Regions from separate parts of the Gossypium hirsutum genome. Here region 1 is linked to region 2. The links are chromatin contacts, called in public Hi-C maps. All regions are on one chromosome and are shown on one strand. The core of a region is the stretch at or near the end of the contact, and the rest is flanking DNA. Distances in the headings are between cores, read along the strand shown. Region 1 holds the start of LOC107960623. Region 2 holds the start of LOC107943927 (cytochrome c oxidase subunit 6b-1).

Evidence for each region. Hi-C and Micro-C count contacts between places; a contact is called where the count stands out from the background.
Region 1: a contact with region 2 is called in a Hi-C map of leaf, with 3 times the contacts expected there. The contact joins the promoter of LOC107960623 here to the promoter of LOC107943927 in region 2. A contact is called at or near these places in 2 of 34 Hi-C or Micro-C datasets (both in leaf).

Annotation. Positions count from the first base shown.
Region 1 is chrA05:30,376,227-30,381,968 of Gossypium_hirsutum_v2.1, reverse strand. LOC107960623 reads right to left here and starts at 1,880. Exons shown (of 1, transcript XM_016896939.1): 1 at 1,005-1,880. The coding sequence starts at 1,880. The coding sequence ends at 1,005.
Region 2 is chrA05:30,243,259-30,249,125 of Gossypium_hirsutum_v2.1, reverse strand. LOC107943927 (cytochrome c oxidase subunit 6b-1) reads left to right here and starts at 3,238. Exons shown (of 5, transcript XM_016877741.2): 1 at 3,238-3,568; 2 at 4,969-5,262; 3 at 5,353-5,435; 4 at 5,550-5,631. The coding sequence starts at 3,527. LOC107943924 (14-3-3-like protein) reads left to right here. Exons shown (of 4, transcript XM_016877738.2): 2 at 1-2; 3 at 86-202; 4 at 311-592. The coding sequence ends at 379.

The sequences.
Region 1 (5,742 bases), core at 631-3,130, 130 kb before region 2:
CTGACTAGGGGTATTCAACCCCTCTATCTGCGCATCATTTTTGACAAAATTCTCAGCAATCAAAATCACCCGAAATGTTATTGACTAAAAGTTCCATGGATTTTTTTAACGAAATTCGTTGAGAGCCAGTATTCTTGAATCGCGCATTGCTGCCATGAAAGATTTTATTTTGTTTACTGATTTTGCCATTAAGTTTATTCCGTTTGCCCAATCCAGAGAACCTCACTGGAACCAAAGAGCCGTTTGAAGGCTGGACTTCTTTGTTTTCAAAGAAAACCACTGCCGAATGCTTGCCGGAATCAAGGCTGCCAACGTCCAAAATTACTTCGCCTCTGTCAACCCCCTTTAAAATCAGGTTTACCCGGTGCGTTGAAGGCTCTCCTTCGACATGCAGTGTCGCCCCATCGATAGTTTGCTTTGGCATATTCTCCGCCACTGAGGCTCGGCTACAGCTACTAGGAGCACCAGGGCTCTGTTGCATCCCTTCGATCTGGGCATTACAGTCCATCAAATTCCAGGCTTGTTTGGGCACAGCATCTTCTAAGCCCAAAGCTGTGGTAACCTTTTCATTAATCTGCACAATGTTATTAGTGTTCTTTTGGATCAAGCTAGGGTCCAATTGAGGTCCATTCCCATATTTGAAAACTGGTCCTAGAAGCATGTTTGAGCCTACCTCTTTGAATTTTCCTTTATTTATCATCTTATTAAAATCGGGCTGTCCGTTATTCTAGATTCCCAAATCTCCCCTGCAATCTTTCCCTTTAGTACGCCTAATATCTTCTACATCTCTGGCTTAATATTATTGATTTGAATCCCTATTCTTAAGGCCATTGAATCTGGAACCTACCTTTTCTTTCTCATAATTTGCAGTTAATTTTTACATATTCTCCATTGATTTACGCCTTGATTTCCTTTCTAATATCATCCAAGGTCTGGAATTTGCTTCTTTCTTCTCCGCTTCTTCAACGGTCATTTTTTGGTTCTCTGGTATCGACATAGATGAGTTAGCGTTCATCTCTACAAATGTTTTCCACATGCCCATACCTTCCACAATGAAAACAAATAGTAGAAAGAGATTCATATTCTACCTTTTGAATTCGCCCATTAATCAAGATTTGGGACACTAGTGGCTCTTCCAGGTTGACATAAACCGCCATTCTAGCAAATCGTCCCTGCGTTCTATTGTCAGTATTCATATCTAATTTAACCACCTTACCCACAAGTTCTCTAATTTCTGTGATTATTTTGCGGTTGTATAAATAGCTAGGTAACGCAAGGAATCTAATCCATGCCATTACAACACTTGGGAAAGCTTGTGTAGGATCAAAAGCCATTGTCCAAGGCTGAACGGTCAAATACTGACCAAAAATAGTCCACAGTCCTTCGGAGAGAACCTTATCACAATCCATCTTATTTTGGAATTTGACTAGAAAATAGCCATTTTCAATGTCCATCATATGAATAGGTGCTGATGGTCTCCACATTATGTAAAATTTATTCTGTAAAACTGAAAAACCAATGTTACGGCCTAGAAGTTTTACAATCACAGTATTATCCATACCTTGGATAAAGATTTGGTAAATCCGTTCTGAGAAAGTGATAGAAGGCACTCCATTCACAACAGTCCTCTGAATGTCTCCTTCCAAAATATCAAAAGCTTCCTTTTCATCCAAACCATTAGAACCATTCTTTGAGGATTGACTGACAAGCATGTCTCTCCATGAAGTAGGTTGATCTGAGGACAGCTCGATCATCATATCATTACTCGGTTCTTCCACCTTTTCTCTGAACCTAACCTTCTTAGGGATCAACTCTTCCCCAATGGGTTTTCCAAGACCATCGTTTTCACAGAGAGAACTCGACATATTGTCCCTCACCATCCTTTTAGTTTTCCCTAATGTATTTTCTATTGAGAATAATTTGGTTCATATTTTCCTGGCAAATCACGCAAGTAATATAGTAAAACTCGATTTGAGTTAAATAAATTGAATTATTCGAGTCAATTTAAATAAGTAGTTCGAGTTTTGAGTTTGAATTGAATTAAATTTTATAATTCGAAAAACTCGAATAATTCGAATAACAGATTGGTATAAATACCCTTTTGGTCCTTGTGAAGTTTGAAAATGAAAAAATTGGTCTCTCTCAACAAAAATTACAAAATAATTCAAAATAATTTTTGTAATTTAAAATTTTATAATTTTAAAAAACTATAAAAAAATTCTAAGAAATACATAAAAATTTTAAAAAATTAAAAATTTCTAGAATAATAATTTTGGGATCTAAATAAGTTAATTAATGATTCAAGTTTATCATACTAAAGTATTTTTTTTTATTTTTCTTTGAAAAAGTTTTCAAATATATATTGTTTTAATTTTATGTGTTATAACATGAAATTAGTTATACTGTAACAAGATTTTAGTTTGACATATTTAATTTTTAAATTTAACTCAAACAATTTCACTCGATTCGAAAAAAAATTCAAATCGAGTTAGGATGATAAAATAGGACTCGTCAACTCGAAATTTTTTCACTTAATTTGACTCAATTCAATTGAACGCTTACCCCCTAATTGTATGTGTTAAACTACTACAATTTTTACAAATTGGAGAAGGAACGTAATAGAGAGGACTTGAAACTTGGATCTTAGAGCATTAATCCAGCTTTAATTAAGGTATGGATGCATGCCTTGGTTAGTGGTTCGAACCTCCATGAGTGTAATATGTATAATTAATGTTTTGTATAACATTAACATTTTGTTCCTTGAATTTATAAATCATATCTTCACCAATCAAGATACTTTTTAAACTTAATAAACCTCTCTGAGTTCTCCTCAAAATACGGAAGATAAAAGCTCTTATAAAAACAATACCTTTTATTGAGGGAGTAAGACACTCCAAAGTAAATACTCACTCTCAATACATATGATAGCAATAATTTATATTTGTATTTATACGGTAAGAATAACATATTAAGTGAATGATGATAGTAGATTTAGAGAAAAGTTTATATTTAAGATTTCAACATTTATACTTTAATAAAATATTCCAATAATCAGAAACATATTTTAATTATGAACAATTTTTTTATAAATAATTATAAATTATGCTTTAGTGAATATTTCAAAAGTTAATTATTTGGTTAAAATTAAGAAAATTTAAAATATATATATTAAAAGTTTAAAGATCGATGTTATTAAATTTTTCTAAAAACAAATATTTCGCAACATTAAAAATATTCTTTAAAAATATATAAAAAATAATGTTATAAAATTTTTTAGATTATTTTTTTTACTTTTTAATATTGTTCAAATTTTAAAATTTTTATTGCTTAAAAATATAAAACTATTTATTTTGCAAGTACTATTAAATTGATTTAAATAAATATATAATATAATTTCTAAATAATATTATATTCATTTTAATATCAATTATTATTATTTTATGAAAAGTTGATTTGTTAATTATTATGTTTTCTAAATAATATTAGGGTAAATTACACCAACAGTCACCAAACTTTGGGGTAAATGACAAAACAGTCACCTAGATTTCATTTCAGTCACTTAACTTTCAAAAAGTAACAAAACGATCACTAACGTTATAAAAAAGTGACAAAACAGTCACTAACTAACAGCTACCGTTAGGGTATTAACGGGATTGTTGACGTGACAAGTTAACCGCTAATGTGGCAAGTTAACTTGCCACATTGGCGACGGCTGATGGGTTTGGGACGGGTTTAGGGAAAAAAAATTGAAGGGTTAATGGGTTAATGTTTTAGGGTTAGAAACAGATTAGCTTTAAGGGGATTGAGGGGGAAAGGAAAATCGATTTGGGAAATTTCGATCGTGATTTAGGGTTTTTTAGGCTTTAAACTGAATTGGGAATCGATTAAAAAGTTTTAGGGTTAAAAATGAGTTCAATAATCGATTAACAGGGTATAAGTTTTAGGGTTTAGGGTGGTTTATTTTGTTTAGGGAGAAAAGAAGACGAACCAGAAGTTTTTGATTGTCAGAGACAATAGGCAATAGAAGGGAAGCTACTAGTGTTGTTACATCCATTTTAACGGGTAAGTTCTTGCATTTAGTTTTAAATTTTTTGGATTTCAATGCTGTTATTTCGATTTAGGGTTAATTAGGGATATTTCGATTTCAAATTTAATTTTGATTTTGATTTCGATTTCTATTTCGATTTTGATTACAATTTTGAAACACTCACTGATTCTGATTTAGATTTTGATTTCAATTTCGATTTTGATCTCAATTTAGGATTAGAATTTGATTTTGATTTCGATTTAGATTTTGATTTAGGGTTATTTCGATTTTGATTTTATTTGTTATTAATGTGCATAACAGATTAAGGTTTGGTTTTTAAAGATTATGACATATAATGTGTAGTGTATTGTGTCTGCCATTGTTTAGGGTTATTTCGATTTTGATTTTGATGTTTATTGTTTGTATCTGCCATTGTATGAATGCCATTATCAAACTGATCTTTATTGTGTATATATGCCATTGTTTGTATCTGTCATTATATGAATGTCATTATCAAACTGATCTTTATTGTGTATATCTGCCATTGTATGAATGTCATTATCAAATTGATGTTTATTGTGTATATCTGTCATTGTTTGTATCTGCCATTGTATGAATGTCATTATCAAATTGATGTTTATTGTGTATATCTGCCATTGTTTGTATCTGCAATTAAATTATACATTATTAAATTGATGTTTATTGTGTATATCTGCCATTGTTTGTATCTGCGATTAAATTATACATTATTAAACTGATGTTTATTGTCTATATCTGTCATTGTTTGTATCCAAGCTCCTATTGTTATTTACCTTCTTTATTGTACTGGTTATTGCCTATTATTGTCTGCCATGTGCATGAGAAAAATGGTTGTGTTTGATTAAATTAATTTTTTTATTCGTTGTTGTCTGTCATGTGCATGACAGAAGTGTTTGTATTAAATTATTGGGTATTTTGTATTGGTTATTGTCTGAAAAAAATGGTTAAAGTGTTTGCCTATGTTGTCTGCCTTTATTGATGAGTACTTTGTTTGACAGGTTTAATTGATGACAATTTTAATGAGAATGAAGAAAACGTGTCTGGTAGTGATGTGTCTGGTAGTGATAGTGATGCATCTGAAAGAGTTACTTTAGATGGTTTAAACATGGATGGTATAGAAGTAGATGAACTGTATGATAGTGATGATTCTGGGAGGTTAGATAGTGCACATGGATCTGACTCAGATGGCCAAAATTGGCCTGAGTTCAACCTAGAGAATGACATGAGTAATCTTAGACTTAAGGTTGGAATGTTATTTAAGTCTAAACACAGTCTAAAAGAAGCTGCCAAGCAGTATGGTAGGTTGAATAGTTATTTTATTAAGTTTCCCAAAAATGATTTAAGAAGGTTAAAGGCAGTCTGCAATGAAAAATGTTCTTGGTTCACATGGGCTTCTAGACCAGACTTGGCAAATTAGGAGTTCAAACCCTAACGATACTTGTTCTAAAGTCAATAAAAATAGGAATGTAACCTCAGCTTGGATAGGTGAACAGTATAAAAAAATTCATTACCGATTTTGTAACACCCCTACCCGTATCCATTGCCGAAATAGGGTACGAGGCATTACCAGAGTTTACTGAACATTTTCAGATAATTCTGAGTCATTTATTATTCATATTTTGAAAATAATCATAACGTCTCTCTATTGGGCCCTCGAAGCCCCAAACATACATTAG
Region 2 (5,867 bases), core at 1,989-4,488:
AGGTAGGTCAATTATTTTTTCTTTAATAAAAAGTAATTTGTTCATAAATACAGTCGATTGACGTGTCGGCTTGTTCATTGAGTAGGCATTTGATGAAGCAATAGCAGAATTGGATACTCTAGGCGAGGAATCATACAAAGACAGCACCCTTATCATGCAACTCCTCCGTGACAATCTCACTCTCTGGACCTCCGACTTGCAGGTAAATTTAATTTCACATTTTAATTTTAAATTAACTCTTTTCCCCCTTTTATTTCTTGCTTCTTTTTTTTCAACATTTGAATTAAATTGTGATAATATTATTAATTAGGATGATGGAGCTGATGAGATTAAAGAAGCAGCGAAGCAGGAGGAAGAGGAGAAGCAGCCAAAGCAGTAGCGACAAGAAGTGAGACTCTGCTGCGCTTTCTTTTCTATTACAATTTACCAATTTAGGGTTTTTAAATCAAAATTAAACTTTTGTTATCTCTTTGCTATCAAATATTTTAGGCAATTATTGTCTCTGTTTTTATGTGTTATTTATTTTTTGCTTAATTTCTGTAATTGAAAATTAATTGTTTTGTGTTAAGTTACCTGAGCAAATTTAACGTCACACACTTAAATCTGTACAGCTTGTCTGATCATTTCCTCGATCTAACTTTTCGTTGGTCCGATATTTCGAGCATCAAATTTAACCATTTAACCATAATTTATACTTCAAATCTTTATATTCTTTATATATTTAAAATTTAATTATATATTTAAAATAATTTTAATAAAAAATATAGGTTCAATTATTAATCTATTATTTTTTTTTAAAATTTATCGGTATGATATTTAAGAAAAAAACACATTTAATAATCATGTAATCAAAAAGTAATGTTGTAATAAACTTAAATTTAATAAAAGAGTTTTAATTGTATTAACAATTGAATTTGTAATTTTAAATTTGAAAAATAAAACTAAATTTTTAAGAGTACAAGTAGAGGATATATGTTCTAAATGTAAAAATAATATAGATTCTTAAATATATTTATATTTAACCTCGAGGTTACTTCTATATTTTAACATCTTGATATTATTTTGAAATATAAAATTACAAGGTGATGGAAATTTTAATTTGTAATTTAACAACTATTAAGGATTCCAAAATTTCAGATTTTTTTTCTCCTGTGAGTCGATCTCCAATATCTTATTGGATTATACTAAATGCGCGATTAAGGCTATCCCTTGTCCTTATGTCGGATGTCTTGAAATCCAAGATTTGTGCCATTGGGGTTTCGGAAGTAATGAGAAATATTCCGTGGATCGGTTTATGTAATACTCGCAAAGGCAGATTTTGATTCTCAGCCATCTCAGAAGTTTGATTGGATATGTCATTTATAATGTTTGGAAAGAATTAAATTTTTTTTATGTGTGTTGAGTAATTTTTGTTGTGTCCTTTAGATGGCGTAATTTACCTATTTATATAATGTGATATTGTTAAATAAGCTCCATACACATAAACATGTATTTAACCCTAAACTAACCACATGTTACATGGTTCCAAGCCCATGCAATCTCGTAGTATGGGACCTCACACTACAGGGGTCAAGTTTGGCTCGCCATCTTGCAAACTCACCCTGCGAATCTACCTCTTGGGTCAAGCCTGCTAGTCTGTGAATTCTTTAGGACCCAGACCCAAATCTAAGACGGGTTTAGGCCCATGATGAGAATCATGCTAACAATGTGGGTGATGATTTTGAATCATTTAAATATTAATTAGATAAAAGAGAGAGAAAAAAATTTAACGAATGATGAAGCTTGTGCAAGTTGCCGCTATTCTTGGAGTCTATCAAGCATATTTTGCGCAGTTGTCGTATGACCCACTAAGTCAGGTCGGAAATAAGGGTCTTATCGTATGCTTTCAATCAGACTTTTTTTTATGTCGTTTACCCACTGGTTGGAGTATAAATTTACAAGGAACTTTTCTTCAGTTTATTCAGTCCCTTGGGGTATTCTATTTACCATGGTTTTATGGGGTCTGTGGAAGGGTCGAAAGAGCTCAGTGTTCAAAGGAGAGGATCCTTCCCCAGTGTAAATTCTCGCTTATGCAAGGAAGTTTGCGCAGGATATTTGCACAGGGAATCACTTATTTGTGGCTAAAATCCATCGTGGACCAACATGGGTTCATTGGCGGCGTCCTCCAAATGGTTGTTTTATCTTAAATATCGACGGTGCTGTAAAGAGTAGCAGTGAGCACTAAGTTAGCCTTTGCAGGTGGTTTGATTTGATTCGTGATATTACGTATGGGGTTTCATGCTGAAAATCGGCTACACGGATAGTCTCCAAGCGGAGCTTTGTGGCGTGAGGAAAGGACTTCATTTGGCAAGACGGTTGGGCGTTCCGAAACTGATTATGGAATTTGATGTTATGCTAGCTGTTTGTTTTCTGAACCACCCGTTTGATAATATTCATCCTTTGAGTACCCTTGTTCGTGATTGCTTGGCTGTTATTATCGAAGGCTGAGTAATCGAAGTGCGTCATACTCTTAGAGAGGGAAACTGGTGTGCCGACCATTTGGCAAACTTAGTGCAGGGTCTTGATGAGAACTTTTGCCAACTTGATCTTCCTCCGGAGAGCATCACTCCATTGTTGCAGGCCGATGCCTGTTCATTGTTTCTTCTTCGGTACAAAAACTTATATATGTAAGTATCAAACTTAGAGAAGCAATGGGTTGAAACTTACTCTATGTTGGTATCTTAAAATTCAGAAAATACTTTGGCAAGCTAATTCTTTCTCTAATTTATAATGTACCCCAAAAAATTTAAATACGTAATTTCTTTGATGTAACATGGTTAAAAGTGCTTAATACATAAAACAATATTAACTTTTCTAGCTATACAACCACCGTTTGAGTAAGAATATTGTCACGCCTCATTTGATTATTAGTATAATAATATGATGACAAAATTTATTTATTACATATATATTATAATAATTAAACATAAAATAAAAAGTAATTAATAAAAATTTAAACTAAAAATTAGAAAGATAAGTAAAAGAATCTAGTAAAAAATAAGTCATCTTTAAAAAAATAAAAATATTTCTTCTCTTTTTCAAAAATAAATTATGTAAGTAGCTAAAAATTAATTTATTATTAACTCTGAACAAATATTATTTTTACCAATTATACCATATGCATAACAAACAAAACTGCTTACAAAAAGAATGGGCCAAAGATAAAAGGCCCATAACTAGTAGCCTACTCGGCACCCCCAAAGTTGTCGAGCAGGCGACCTCCCAGTCAGTCCAAAAAGCCAAGGAAAAGGCAGGCCTAGCGAGTGCCGCGCAGCTTCTAAAATTGTATACCGGCAGCTCTGCAAAGAATGTAACACGTGGCGCAAGTTGCGTGAAGTCAATATCTTTTCGCTTACGACTCCTCAAAAATTCTGACCTAAACCCTAACCAACATATTTCTGTCTCAAGCCGTTTTATCCTTGATTAGCCGCCTTCTATAACTCGCCAGTCGCCGGTCACCATCAGCTGATCGCCTCCTCTTCCAGCAATGGCGGAAGCTCAAACAGAAACTCCGCCTTCCCTATCTGAGGTGCAATTATTACTCTTTTGGCCTTTGCTATTTCTTCTTCTTCTTTTATTTTTTTTTGTTTTTTAAACTGTTTTAGATGTTCAATTTCGGTTTTTTAGAAGTTACTTTAAATTGGATCGGAATGATCTTTGAGGTGCAATTTTACTCTCGCTGCTTCAATTTCCAAATTCATTTCTTCCGAAGCAATAATCGTAGGTTGTTTCAGTCCTTGTAGGAATACGATCTCCGTTGCTTTGGCCTTTTTTGTTCATTTTATTTTTCTTTCAATTTTTGGACTGTTTTGGATATTTAATTTTGGTTTTTTAGAAGTTAGTTTAGATGGGATTGAAATCAGCAGATCGAAATGAGCGGATCGGATCAAGTAATAATAGATATCATTTCTGAAATTAGAATTATTTAGTGACTAGATCATGTCGGCTATTTGAAGTTTCGAGATTGCTGTTGTGATTACATTTTGATTGCCGATGCTTGTTATCGACTACAATGAAGTCCTATTTTTTTCAATATCATATGAACATTTTTGTTTCGAAATTCATTGCAACTCTTTTTTCTTTCTGTATTGGTCCGTTGAAGTTGCTCTATGATCTCCCTTGTGATTCTGCCGATTTGAGTTTTATGTGCATGATATTTTTTCTTGTCAAAGGGTTCATTTGTAACTGAATGTCAAAGAAATGTAACATTTCAAGCAAACGTTCATTGTGTTTATCACTAGTTGTGGACTTCTGGTGCTTAATAAAAGAAACTAATACTAAGGCATGATCAGATGAAATTTTTGAGTTGAAGTTTGCGGCTTAAATCAGAAGGTTTTGAGTAAGGGAAGGTAACGTTTCACTGGTATTGTAGTCGAAATGCCAACTCAGATATTAGTATTGCATCTACATTGCACTTCTTGAACTAAAAGCAAATCTACTCATGATTATTTTGTGTGAACAATAATGTTCATCTATACTCTAGAATGATAAATTGGGTTTTCTTTATCTTCTTTCAAGCTTGTTTTTACTTCTTCTTGGATATCCCATTCTTGCTTAAAATTAGCTAAGATGCAAACTTGGTTGCTAAATTTTGGAGCTGATAACATCAATGAAATCCCTACTTCTCGCGCTTGTAAAATGCTTTGTGTATTTGGGCTGATACTAAGCTTTGTAATTCATAGTTATTTGCTATGTTACTGGATTTTGGGTGTTAGTATTTGATATGTATTTGTGCTTGAAACGGTATGGTGAGTTTTTGTTTTCTTTTTTAAGTTTTTTCTATGTATTTGGAGAATCCTGGAGGTCATATCCCCATTTCGATGTGGTGAACATGAGTGTCAGATTCGGGTACTTCAAGAAAAATAAAAATCAGAGCAAAAGAGGTTATTTGACCAGAGTATGTTTTTTTTTGAATCTTTGGACATGCAGCAATATTCACTGAAGGAAAAAGCGGAGAAATCAGATGTGGCTACAAAAGCAGCTGATGCAGAAGAGGTCGAAAATTCAGCTAATACTTCTTCCAAGGAAGTGGTGACCGAGGAAGTCGAGACTCCTGCTCCTCTTGTGGAAAGTACTGAGGTTCCTCCTGCTGTTGCTGAAGAAAACACCGAAGCCAATCCTGTTGCTGAGAACAGTGTTGAAGATGCTCAAGTTGCTGTGGAAGAAAGTAATGAACGTACCGAAGAGAGCTCAGGTGATGCTGAAGAAACACCGGAGATAAAGGTAGCGTTCTCAACCGTTCATTAAGAGCTTAATCAATGTTGCCTGTTAGATTGCTTCACTTACATACTATGGTGCATGCTCGGCATTCAGCTTGAGACTGCTCCTGCAGATTTTCGCTTCCCAACTACAAACCAAACAAGGCATTGCTTCACTCGATATATTGAGTACCATCGGTGAGTTAAACTTTGTTTATGAATTATATTGTATCTTATGAACATAATATGGTTTGTTTCTTCCAGCAATGGCTCTTGACATTTTAAAAAAAAAAATCTTTTCGTCTTACGTAGTTGTGTAGCTGCAAAAGGAGAAGATGCTTCAGAGTGTGATAAATTTGCCAAGTACTATCGTGCCCTATGTCCGGGAGAATGGGTGCGTATTTTCTTCCAAGAACTGTAGTACATTTTATCTTCATCATAACCGGTTGCATAATGGTTTTAACTTTTAAATATGATCGGATTAGTTCTTTTTGTTGCTCTACATGCATAAATCAAGGAATTCCATATAGCCCTACGTCATTTTGAGATATCAGTTGCTAAATTAACTCTAGAATGTGAATATTAGTTGGGGACAAATATCAAAATTATACATGGATTTTGAGTCATTGT